Regions from separate parts of the Rattus norvegicus genome. Here region 1 is linked to region 2. A link is a contact called in public Hi-C data. All regions are on one chromosome and are shown on one strand. Each heading gives the region's core, a stretch centred on a gene start, on an enhancer-like site or on the middle of the called end of the contact. The rest is flanking DNA. Distances are from core to core; before and after follow the strand shown.

Region 1 (5,837 bases), core at 1,815-4,314, 240 kb after region 2:
CGAACACGTCTTCCGCACCTTTGACACCAACAGCGATGGCACCATCGACTTCCGGGAGTTCATCATCGCACTGAGCGTGACCTCTCGGGGCAAGCTGGAGCAGAAGCTCAAGTGGGCCTTCAGCATGTACGACCTGGACGGCAACGGCTACATCAGCCGCAGTGAAATGCTGGAGATTGTGCAGGTACCGGCACTCGGCAGGGCCGGGAGCCAGGGGAGCCAGGGAGGCCAGGGCCCCCATGCACAGCCGTACACCAGGGCATTCCTCAGCCCACTTGCTACCTGGTGTACTAAAGGACTGCAGGTCTTTTGCAAAGAGTAACGATAAAAGCCAAGTGTTTATCGATTGCTTGCTAGACATCAGGCCCCAGCTGAGCTCATCCATCAGGTTGACTTCCACAGTTCTATAAAATGCGTCATTAAAATGAGATCTGGGGCTCAGATAGGTGATTAAGAATTATCAGAGCAAGAACCAGGGAAATGGCTCAATGGGTAAGAGTACTTGATGCACAAAGAGGACCCGAGTTCTGATCCCCACGCCCATGGAAAAGCCAGGAGTGGCTGAGCATGCCTGAAACCCTAGAACTAGAGGACTAGTGAGTCCCAGAAGCTTGTTGACCAGGCTGCCTAGCTAAAAGCGTGAGCTCCAGGTTCAGTGAGAGACAAAAGGAAATGCCGTAGACGCCAGCACTCCTGTCTGGTCTCTGTATAGCTCCTGTCTGGTCTCTGTACAGGTGTTCATACGCCCACATGCGTTTAACACACACACACACACACACACACACACACACACACACACACACACACACCTTAGCTGTCTATAGGGCCTCCTATAGAAATCAGAATGACTTGGTAAAGGATGAGGCAGCAGTCAGTCCTGCATGGGAATCATGCTTATGTGCACCCTTCATTCTACCCCTCCATGCTTTAAACCACCTCTGTATCTGGGCCAGTGAGATGACTCTGTGGGTAAAGGTGCTTGCTACCAAGCCTGTCAGCCTGAGTTCGATTCCCTAAGACCCACATGGTAGGAAAAGAGAACCAACTTCCACAAGTTGTCCTCTGAGCTCCACATTATCAACACCTCCCAATAAATAAATAGATGCATACACGCATACATACATCATACATGCATACATACATCATACATGCATGCATACACACATACATGCATACACACACATGCATGCATGCATACATACATACATACAATAAGGAAAGCAGTTATATAAGTGCCTAATGCGGTGGCTAGAGATGTGCTAATGATGCTTTATATCATTTGGGAAATAATAAGAAAAGGTCTGTGTGCCTCCAGTTTCTTTTCCAAGATGATTTCCCACCTGTAGTTTGTTGAATCTGCAGATGCAAGACCCACGGGTGGGCAGGGGTCACTGTATTTCCCCTTTGACCTCCCCCCCAGGCATTCCCCAGCCCCCCACCAAAGATCCTTTGTACCTTTTAGACAGACATCATGCCCCCTAACCCCCACACTCCCAGCCCAGAGTCCCCAGCTGTATCCTGTGCGCTTGAACGTCAATTAACCTGTACTGGCTCCCTTCACCCAACGCCTTGTCTGTGAGATTTGTTCTGATGAGAGAAGGGTCCTGACACAGCCAGGGAGCACTCTGCCCTGCCCATGCTCCTTGGCAGGCTGAGTGAGAGCCATCACCCATCCTCCATCCTCCCAAGCACACTCACAGACGCCCCTTTGCAGGCCATCTACAAGATGGTGTCCTCCGTGATGAAGATGCCCGAGGATGAGTCCACACCCGAGAAGCGAACAGACAAGATCTTCAGGCAGATGGACACAAACAATGATGGTAGGAAGCTTTGTGGGGTTGGGGATAGGGGGTGAAGGGGGTGGGGCGCACAGATGCACCTGTGAAACTGCTGTTGGCACAGATGTGTTTGGGGTACACCCTCTGCTCTGCTCCCTCCCAGCCCCCTCGATTCAGCTCTGCTGAAGGAAAAAAGACTAGAATTCAGGGTCAGGGACACCTAGCCTGCATCCTGAACCCTTCCTATGGCTTATGACCATGGGTAGATCAGTAGACCCTCCAAGCTGTAGGCTTCATACATGTTGTCTTAGTTAGGGTTATCATTGCTGTGATTAAACCCCATGACCACAAGCAACTTGGAGAGAAAAGGGTTTATTTACTCATAGTTTCCATATTATAGTTCATCATCAAAAACAGTGAGGGCAGGAAGCTGGATGAAGAAGCTGATGCAGAGACCATGAAGGGATGCTGCTCACTGGTTTGCTTCCCCTGGCTTGCTCAATCCACTTTCTTATAGAATTCAGGACCACCAGCCCAGGGTTGTACCACCCACCATGGGTTGGGCCCTCCCCCATCAATCACTAATTAAGAAAATGCCTTTCTGGTCAGGCATGGTGGCATATGTCTTTAATCCTAGCACTTAGGAGACAGGCTCTCTGTGAGTTCAAGACCAACCTGGTCTAAAAGTGAGTTCCAGGACAGCCAGGGCTGTTACACAGAGAAACCCTGTTTCAGAAAACAAAAAGAAAGGGGGGGGGGTGAGGAAAGAAGAAAAGAAGGAAGGAAGGGAAGGGAAAGGAAGGAAAGAAATAAGAAAGGAAAGGAAGGAAGGAAAGAAAAAAGAAAGGAAGGAAGGAAGAAAGAGAGAGAGAGAGAGAGAGAGAGAGAGAGAGAGAGAGAGAGAGAAAGGAAAATGCCCTACAGGTTTTCATGCAGGCATTGTATAAAGGCATTTTCTTAGTTGAGGCTCCCTCCTCTCTGATAACTATAGCTTTGTCAAGTTGACATAAAATTAGCCAACACACATGTTGATGGAGGGAGTGGTTTTACTATTTCCACGAGTCTATTTGGGGAAGGGAGGCAGGTATAATGGTACACTGTGAATTCCAGTCTCAAGATCCTGAGAGGCCAGCCAGGCCATCACCCTGGGAAACGAAGCACCCCAGATCCTCATGGGGCTCATCAAGCAAAGAAATCTGGCTATGGCCATCCTACCTAGGACTCCGAGGTCCTGCCACAGCTGCAAAAAGGCAGGTCTCAGGAAGTGGCGAGGTGGTGAGAGGTCACGAGGACATGCCCTGTGTCCTCCTGTGCCTTGGCTGTGAGTTCCTCATAGGACCTCAGCCAGGGAGAGGTAGCTGCACGGTGAGTTGATTCTGCCTGTCTGTGGCTTTGTAGAGCCAAGACTGATTGGCTTTTGTTCCAACAAGAAATGCAGCATTAAGGAAAGAAAAGGCTCCCCGGGTTGCGCTGAGATTAAATGTACGCTAATGCACCAGAAAGTGCCGTGTGTGAGCCTCGAGTACTCTGCGCAGGTGAGTTGAGGACGGAGCTCAGCGGGGCTCAAGGTTCCTGTGGAACTGTAGACAGCAAAAAAAACTTTCCAGACAGCAAGGAAATGCCTTTCAAAACATGTCCGCACACAAAGCAAGACAGCCTCTTGCCTGCCTTCCAGCCAATTTAGAAAGTGTTCTTTACCCTCTTGTGTATTGTGACATCAAGGCTTGGGTTCTGACAGACCGTACTGAGGCTTGGCCGCTTCCCAGGCTTGGCTTTCTTCTCTGTGAAACGGGGATAAACCCACTTACGTGGGCGTGAGGCTAAAGTAGTACCACGCTGGCGGCACACTTAACATGGAGGGCCGTTGTTTCTGATTGTCAAAGCCGGGACCTCACCTGCTTCAGAGTGGAGTCTGTGTCCCCACTGTGCACTTGCCCAGTTGTTTGGTCACACTATGGAGGTCACTGAGCACGTAATCCACCCTGTACACCAGTGACCATTTGCTAGCACTCAAGAAAGGAGAAGGCGGGGTTAGGGATTTAGCTCAGTGGTAGAGCGCTTGCCTAGGAAGTGCAAGGCCCTGGGTTCGGTCCCCAGCTCCGAAAAAAAAGAACCAAAAAGAAAGAAAGAAAGAAAGAAAGAAAGAAAGAAAGAAAGAAAGAAAGAAAGAAAGAAAGAAAGAAAGAAAAAGAAAGAAAGGAGAAGGCAGGGCGTTCAGAGAAGCTGGCACAGACAGGATCAAGAATCGGAGGACAGCAAAGCTCTCATCCCCCGGAGCTGTCAAGAGTCTACACTAGGAGGCGCTGTGATGGTTTTAAGTGTCAACTTGACTCAGTTTAGGATCACTTCAGAAGTCTCTTTCTTAAGATTTAGTATTTATTTTGTATATGAATGTTTGCCTGAATGTATGTTTGTATATGTATGAATGTATGTTAGAGGCCAGAGAAGGGCACTGGGTCCCCCTGGAGCTGGAGTTACAAATGGTTGGGAACCGCCCTGTGGATGCTGGAACTGAATCCAGGACCCTCTGCAAAAGCAGCAACTGTTCTTAACTGCTAAGCCATCTCTACAGCCCTAGAAGAGAGTCCTTTTTGCTTGTTTTTTGTTTGTTTGTTTGTTTGTTTGTTTGTTTGTTAGTTAGAGGCAGGGTTTCTCTGTGTAGCCCTGGCTGTCCTGGAACTTGCTGTTTAGGCCATGCTGGCCTTGAACTCAGTGATCCACTTGTCTCTGCCTCTTGAGTACTAGGATTAAAGATGTGTGCCATCACTGCCCAGCTCAGAAGAGTCTTAACGAAGAATTATCTAGATCAGTGGTTCTCAACCTACGAGTCCTGATCCCTTTGGGGATCAAATGAGCTTTTTCCGGGGGTTGCCTACGACCACCAGAAAACAGAGATATTACGTTCTGATTCATAACAGTAGCACGATTACAGTGTTGAAGTGGCAATGAAAATAATCTTACGTTTGGGGGTCGGCACAACACAAGGAACTATATTAAAGGATCCGCTCGCTCCGGCTGCTACTCTGCCACACAGCCCGCAAGCTGCCCACTCCTGGCTGTCTCCCTTTTAGCAACCCTCTCCGCGTGGTCCCCTAGGCAGTAGTTACTGCGCCTGACATACACACACACACACACACACACACACACACACACACACACACACACACCTCATTCTGCGAGCCCTTGTATGTTCTTACTCTGCAAGGGCAACAGAACCAGATCCGCACGCTCCAACTGCCTCTCAGCCATTTCTTTCACACACTGTCCTCTTTAGCCCAGTAAAATCAAAGTTCCACAAACTTGTAATTTTTAGCAATTAGATTTACATGTTAAATTCTCAATACACAATTCATCCACGCAATAAATTCACTGCCAATTGATAAAGATATAAACCGCCCACATAGACAAGATAAAATCGATCTAGTTCACCTAAATCTGAACCATCCCTCTCCATAGACTCCATCTTGATCTCCCATTCTCCTCCTCCTCCCCCTCCCTCCTTCCTAGACTTTTTTTCCACCTACCCTTCCTTCTCATCCAATGACAGGCTTCGCCTTATCCTGGACCCGCCTTGCTGCACAATGACATCATCCTACAGTGGCAGCCTATGAGCATGCCTGGTGGGGGTTGTCTTGGTTAATTGGTATAAGAAGGCCAATTGCCAATCTCTAGACAGGGGGCCTGAACAGTATAATAAAGGAAAAGGCCGAGTATCAGCAAACAGTCATGCACCCATACATCCATTCTCTCTGCCCTGTGACGTTTTAAAGTTATTCCCTGTAGTGATAGATTGTAACCTAGGACTAAACCAGAGAAAACCTCCTCCCTTAAGTTGCTTTTGGCTGGGGGATTTTTATCACAGTAACAGAAATAGAACTAGACCAGCACCCATAGTTTGTCCTGTCTCCCCAGCTGCCCCAGATCATGGCAGCTCTCCAGGTCTCCAGGTGGGGCTGGCAGCTTACTTCTAGCCACAGAATTCATTACGAAACCTCAGCCCCTACAACCTATGCCATAAAAGGAGAACCAGCTCTTACAGCTTGTCCTCTGACCACCTAT
Region 2 (5,981 bases), core at 3,225-5,724:
TGTGGAATCTATTTGAGTATTGGAGATATTTGGGGGGGGGTCTTCACGTAGTTCTGACCTCACAGTTGATCTTCCTGTACTGTGTACTCTCTGGTATACTGTTGCAGTGTGTAACCTTTAATGGTAAGATTTCAAGGGAGATAGCAACATGTTGTGTTTCTACTCACTAGTGTTTCCACCACTCCAGGAGACAGCATTCAGAGTTGACCTTGTGAGAGCTGGCCATAATTTAATTCCATCTCTAGGTTTTCTGTGTAAGTATCAGTTTATACTTGTGAATTTGTGTTGAAGCAGTGCTAAGACTTTGAGTGCATTCACTTATTATCTGCTTATTGTCAGCTTATTGTTTCAGAGGCACATCGAGAACCAACCATGGGCAGCTTTACTAAGGAAGAGTTTGACTGCCATATCCTCGATGAAGGTTTCACTGCTAAGGACATTCTGGACCAAAAAATCAATGAAGTTTCTTCCTCTGTAAGTACGGGAAGCCCACAGCCACAACTCAAAAGTTCCATAAAAGAGCATGCCTTGCCAGAGAATCTAGAATTTGACTGACTGGGCTGTCTAGTGAGTGTCCATGTCAGTACTGCTAACAGGGATAGGATTTTGTTAGGGAAGGGGGAAAAAGATCTTCAGTGTGGCCAGGTGCAAGACTGTTAATGAGGTCCCTGAACCCACTCACTCATTCCAGGATGATAAGGATGCTTTCTATGTTGCGGACCTCGGAGACGTTCTAAAGAAGCATCTGAGGTGGCTGAAAGCTCTTCCCCGTGTTACTCCCTTCTATGCTGTCAAGTGTAATGACAGCAGAGCCATAGTGAGCACCCTGGCTGCCATTGGGACAGGATTTGATTGTGCAAGCAAGGTAAGACTGCTTATCTCACCCCAAAAGGGTTATCAGTTGATGTGCTTTTGTTTGTCAAACTCCGTCTATATATACTGATCTTCTCTTTCAGACTGAAATACAGTTGGTGCAGGGGCTTGGGGTGCCTCCAGAGAGGATTATCTATGCAAATCCTTGTAAGCAAGTGTCTCAGATCAAGTATGCTGCCAGTAATGGAGTCCAGATGATGACTTTTGACAGTGAAATTGAGTTGATGAAAGTTGCCAGAGCACATCCAAAGGCAAAGTAAGTCTTCTGATTGAGCACAAAAAGGCTGGGCCTTGCTAGGCAGACTATAATCTTGGTTCCTTATTCCTATACATAGTAAGAACCAGGCTAAACCCTGGGTTAGAATCAGACCCACAAGCAGTAGTGCCTAGACAGGCTGATTGGATGAACGTGTACAGAGTGCTTACTTGGTGCATGCACTTGTTTCTGTCCACCTAGGTTGGTTTTGCGGATTGCCACTGATGATTCCAAAGCAGTTTGTCGGCTCAGTGTTAAGTTTGGTGCCACACTGAAAACCAGCAGGCTTCTCTTGGAACGGGCAAAAGAGCTAAATATTGATGTCATTGGTGTCAGGTGAGGTCTCAGTGATAGTTACAGACTGAGACATTAAATTTTAAGGCCCTTTTTTCCTCTGAGAACTAGTCAAAGAACAGCATCTTGTTTTTATTTCAGCTTCCATGTGGGCAGTGGGTGTACTGACCCTGAGACCTTCGTGCAGGCAGTGTCAGATGCCCGCTGTGTCTTTGACATGGGAGTAAGTACATGACTCCTGGAGGAGGGCTGTCTTGATTGAAATAACCAAACCACTGAATCTAGAATTTGCCTCTTGTAGAAGCTGTCTGCATAACAGATTTTAAAACCATCTGTCCTGTGCATTTAAACTTGTGAATCTAGCAATTTGACTTCCAAATTTTCTTGATTCTAGACAGAAGTTGGTTTCAGCATGTATCTGCTTGACATTGGTGGTGGCTTTCCTGGGTCTGAAGACACGAAGCTTAAATTTGAGGAGGTAATTATTACAACATTAACCTACAGACGGTGAGATATGTATTTACCATTGTGGTGTTTTTACTGATTAAAGGAGCCAACATGCCTGGTGTTTTGTTCTCACTACTTGTTATTTGCAACTGTAGCCCAGGCTGGCCTTGAACTTTCAGTTCTCCTGCCTGTTTCCCATATTTTAATGTTTAGCTCAGTGCTTATCACTATTGTACTATGAAGTAGACAGGGTGGAAGGAGTTATATCTTGTTGGCATGTATTCAGAATTCAGCATTTGGCCCCTCTTGTAATCCATTTTGTGCTATTTTATTAAATATTAATATAAACTATTCATAATGTGTTAGAAAGAGATGGTCCTGAGGGGAGTGGGAAGTGGTGTATGTACAGACTAGTTTCCAGAGAGGTTTGTTGCTTCTGTTGCCTGATGACAGACCTGCTATGCTAGGTCATGTCCTGTTCTTACACACAGCAGTGTGATCTTTCTCCTCAACTATAACAAATGGCTGCTCCCTTCTCTCACTTAGATCACCAGTGTAATCAACCCAGCTCTGGACAAGTACTTCCCATCGGACTCTGGAGTGAGAATCATAGCTGAGCCAGGCAGATACTACGTCGCATCAGCTTTCACACTTGCAGTGAATATCATTGCCAAAAAAACCGTGTGGAAGGAGCAGACCGGCTCGGACGGTATGTGGTGGCAGGATGAGTGAGTCATGTGGGATAACAGTTGATATGCTGGGTGGTAATTAGGGTGATCTGTTTTTCTAGATGAAGATGAGTCAAACGAGCAAACTTTGATGTATTACGTGAATGATGGAGTGTATGGGTCATTTAACTGCATTCTTTATGACCATGCACATGTGAAGGCCCTGCTGCAGAAGGTGAGTTCTGAGCGCATGCTCTAGCAGTGAGTGATGCATAGGATAGAGAGAACATTGGGCCGAGAGATGGCTCAGCAGTTAAGAGCACTGACTGCTCTTCCAGAGGCCCTGAGTTCAATCCCAGCAACAACATGGTGGCTCACCACCATCTGTATGTAATGATGCCCTCTTCTGGTGTGTCTGAAGAATAGCTACAGTGTATTTATAATCTTTAAAAAAAAAACAAACAAAAAACAAACATTGTCTTTATACAGAGACCCAAGCCAGATGAGAAGTATTACTCATCCAGCATCTGGGGACCAACATGTGATGGCCTTGATCGGATCGTCGAGCGCTGTAGCCTGCCTGAAATGCATGTGGGTGATTGGATGCTGTTTGAGAACATGGGTGCATACACTGTTGCTGCTGCTTCTACTTTCAATGGGTTCCAGAGGCCAAACATCTACTACGTAATGTCACGGTCAATGTGGTGAGTGGGGCTGTGCCTGCTCATGCTCTTTTGGTTGCTCAGTGTAATGTTTGCCTACTGTGAGCCAGAAGCCTGGGTTATGCCTGATGCACACACACACATACTATGGGGGGAAGGCAGTATGTGCTGAGGGGAAGGATCACCTGACCTGTCTCAAAGGGACTGAATTTGTGCTTGCTTTTTATGTTTGATAAGTTTTTTTTTACCTTGAGCTAAATACAGAAATGGAGTTTTTCCAAGTAATTACTGCTCATCTTCAGATATTTACTACTAGGAGAGGTCTTACAAGTAAGCCATTAGATTCTTTTGCAACTAAAATATTCAAGTTAGCATATGTGACCTGTGGGTTCCTTAATAATGAAATTTTACATTGGATTGTTTCCTGGTATAGTGACAGGGTGAGGTGTCAGGAGATCTCTTGGGAGGCTGCCCAATTTGGAGGGATTTGGGTTTTGAATATGCCATATATGCCTTTGTTTTTCAGGCAACTCATGAAGCAAATCCAGAGCCATGGCTTCCCGCCAGAAGTGGAGGAGCAGGATGTTGGCACTCTGCCCATGTCTTGTGCCCAGGAGAGCGGGATGGACCGTCACCCTGCAGCCTGTGCTTCTGCTAGTATCAATGTATAGATGCCATTCTTGTAGCTCTTACCTGCAAGTTTAGCTTGAGTTCACGGCATTTGGGGGGACCATTTAACTTAATTACTGCTAGTTTGGAATGTCTTTGTAAGAGTAGGGTTGGCACCAATGCAGTATGGAAAGACTAGGAGATGGGGGTCACACTTACTGTGTTCCTATGGAAACTTTGAATATTTTATATGGATTTTTATTCACTTTTCAGACCTGATACTAATGAGTGCCCCTCGGCTGCTGAGCAAGCATTTGTAGCTTGTACATTGGCAGAATGGGCTAAAAGCTTATGTTGTGACCCATTTTGAAAATAAAGTATCTTGAAATGATTGGACATTGGAGAATGTGTGCAAGTATCCCTTACAGAAGGCACAAACTTCTGCACAGGCTGTGTGTTACAGCAGTGAGTCTAGCCCAGCAGAGATGTGGATGATACAAAGCTGTGCCCCCTCTGTACAGCATCAATGTGCTTAGCCCATCTCAAGTGTTTACTGTGAACTTGGTGCCCAAAGTCTCTTAAGAGTATCATCTGCCTAGTGGCCTCTTGACTTGGCCACTTCCTAAGGAGAGGGCATCTGAGGCTCTTTGAACCTTGCCTGCAGAAACCCTGACTGCTCCCTCAACCCTTGGCCTCAGCTGCATCACCACCTAGTAACAGTTGAAGTATCGAACAGCACTTGGCAGTCAACTTCCTGTAATAAATTCAACAACAGCAACTACTGTGTTGTAAATTTTTACCTTGACCTTTCATATTATAGTCCTGCTCAGTTTATACACCTATTGCATCCCCAAAGAAATGCCAGACTCTTAACCTAGTTAGTATTGAAGACCTGTAGGTCAGGAGGAAGGGATCCTGTGATCCAGCACTGGGAGACAGTATGGGCTCTACAGGCTACCTCAAGATAAGGCCTGAGTTAAAGCTAAGCAGTCATCTGGAGTGTTGCCCATGGGTCTAAAGCTGGAGCTGCCTGTGCCCTCCATAAAGAGGGAGTCACTTCTCAGCTGTTTCTTAAGGGTCTCCAAGGCACAGGGCTATGGGTTTACTTGCTAAAATGTTTAACTTTCTTGGGAGCCACAATGACTGTGACTGGAGTTAGGGAAGATCTGAAGTAAAGGCTCAGGTGTCTGGTGCTGTGCCAGGAGGCTCCTGTGTAAATGTGATAGGGTGGAAGGGCCCCACCCCCAGGTCTGGTCATTGGTAGTTTGGATAACTGGGGGAAATTAAGGTTTCTCTAGCTCTTAGCGATACATTTTCCACAGTTTTAAAGATAATGCATCATATGATTGCTGGAAATACATACTTAACTATGAAGCCAGCATGGTTTATAGGAAAGTACTTGTTTTCTGCCTTTTTGAAGTAGGGCCCCACTATGCTGGCCTAGAATTTGTTTTATAGATCAGACTGCCCTCAAATTGGTGATGGTGTCCACATATGTATATGTACCATGTGGGTTTTGTCTGAGGTGCCCAGAAGAGAACATTTTCTGGAACTAGGTCCTCCACAAGAGTAGCCAGTGCATTTAACCACTGAGCCATTTTTCCAGCCCACAAACCATTCTTAACCTGGCTGGCTGGCAAAAGCAGTTACTTGCTCTGATAGAGTGGTTGCCTATCATTCAGGCTTTGGAGTTAAGTTCTGGAAGACAGGTATGCTCAGGTCAGGGAGGCAGTTTTGACTTCGTTCTCAAGTGCTAAGGAAGGCAGTGGGATCCAACCCCTGCCTGGCCTTCAATTCTGCCTCAGTGTCACAAGTGAATGCTAAGATTCCACACTCAGCTTTTCTGAAAGTTTTGGCTTATGGGTGCTACCATGTGTGTGGAGGCCAGAGACTAGCCTCTGATCTCTGGATAGCTTATTAGAAGGTTAAAAATTGGGGTTGGGGATTTATTTAGCTCAGTGGTAGAGCGCTTGCCTAGGAAGCGCAAGGCCCTGGGTTCGGTCCCCAGCTCCGAAAAAAAGAACCAAAAAAAAAAAGGTTAAAAATTTAGCTACAGCATAACTAAAATCCATTAAACATAATTAACATTTACTAAGCTCTAGCTAGTATAGTTTTATGTGATGTATGTGTATCAGGAGAGGGCTGGACAGTGCCAGAGGAGAATGTCATATG

Evidence for each region. Hi-C and Micro-C count contacts between places; a contact is called where the count stands out from the background.
Region 1: a Hi-C map of liver shows a contact between it and region 2, with 8 times the contacts expected there. The contact joins two enhancer-like sites. A contact is called at or near these places in 11 of 12 Hi-C or Micro-C datasets (the A7r5 cell line, Schwann cells, frontal cortex and 6 more) and 1 of 1 datasets of contacts at active chromatin or transcription factors (oligodendrocytes).

Annotation. Positions count from the first base shown.
Region 1 is chr6:46,306,492-46,312,328 of GRCr8, forward strand. It overlaps Hpcal1 (hippocalcin-like 1), which reads left to right. Exons shown (of 5, transcript NM_017356.3): 3 at 1-184; 4 at 1,715-1,820. Among named protein-coding and RNA genes, the nearest start is that of Asap2, 77 kb to the right of the region's middle. Within about 2 kb of position 3,065, at least 3 of the 93 cell types and tissues checked have an H3K27ac peak or open chromatin away from gene starts, as enhancers often do. A contact at or near this core is called in liver, where this site is marked.
Region 2 is chr6:46,060,562-46,066,542 of GRCr8, forward strand. Odc1 (ornithine decarboxylase 1) reads left to right here. Exons shown (of 12, transcript NM_012615.3): 2 at 171-254; 3 at 340-474; 4 at 692-865; 5 at 957-1,129; 6 at 1,331-1,465; 7 at 1,565-1,646; 8 at 1,818-1,901; 9 at 2,417-2,579; 10 at 2,661-2,773; 11 at 3,028-3,242; 12 at 3,727-4,587. The coding sequence starts at 373. The coding sequence ends at 3,871. Among named protein-coding and RNA genes, the nearest start is that of Snora80l1, 3.7 kb to the left of the region's middle. Within about 2 kb of position 4,475, at least 3 of the 93 cell types and tissues checked have an H3K27ac peak or open chromatin away from gene starts, as enhancers often do. A contact at or near this core is called in liver, where this site is marked.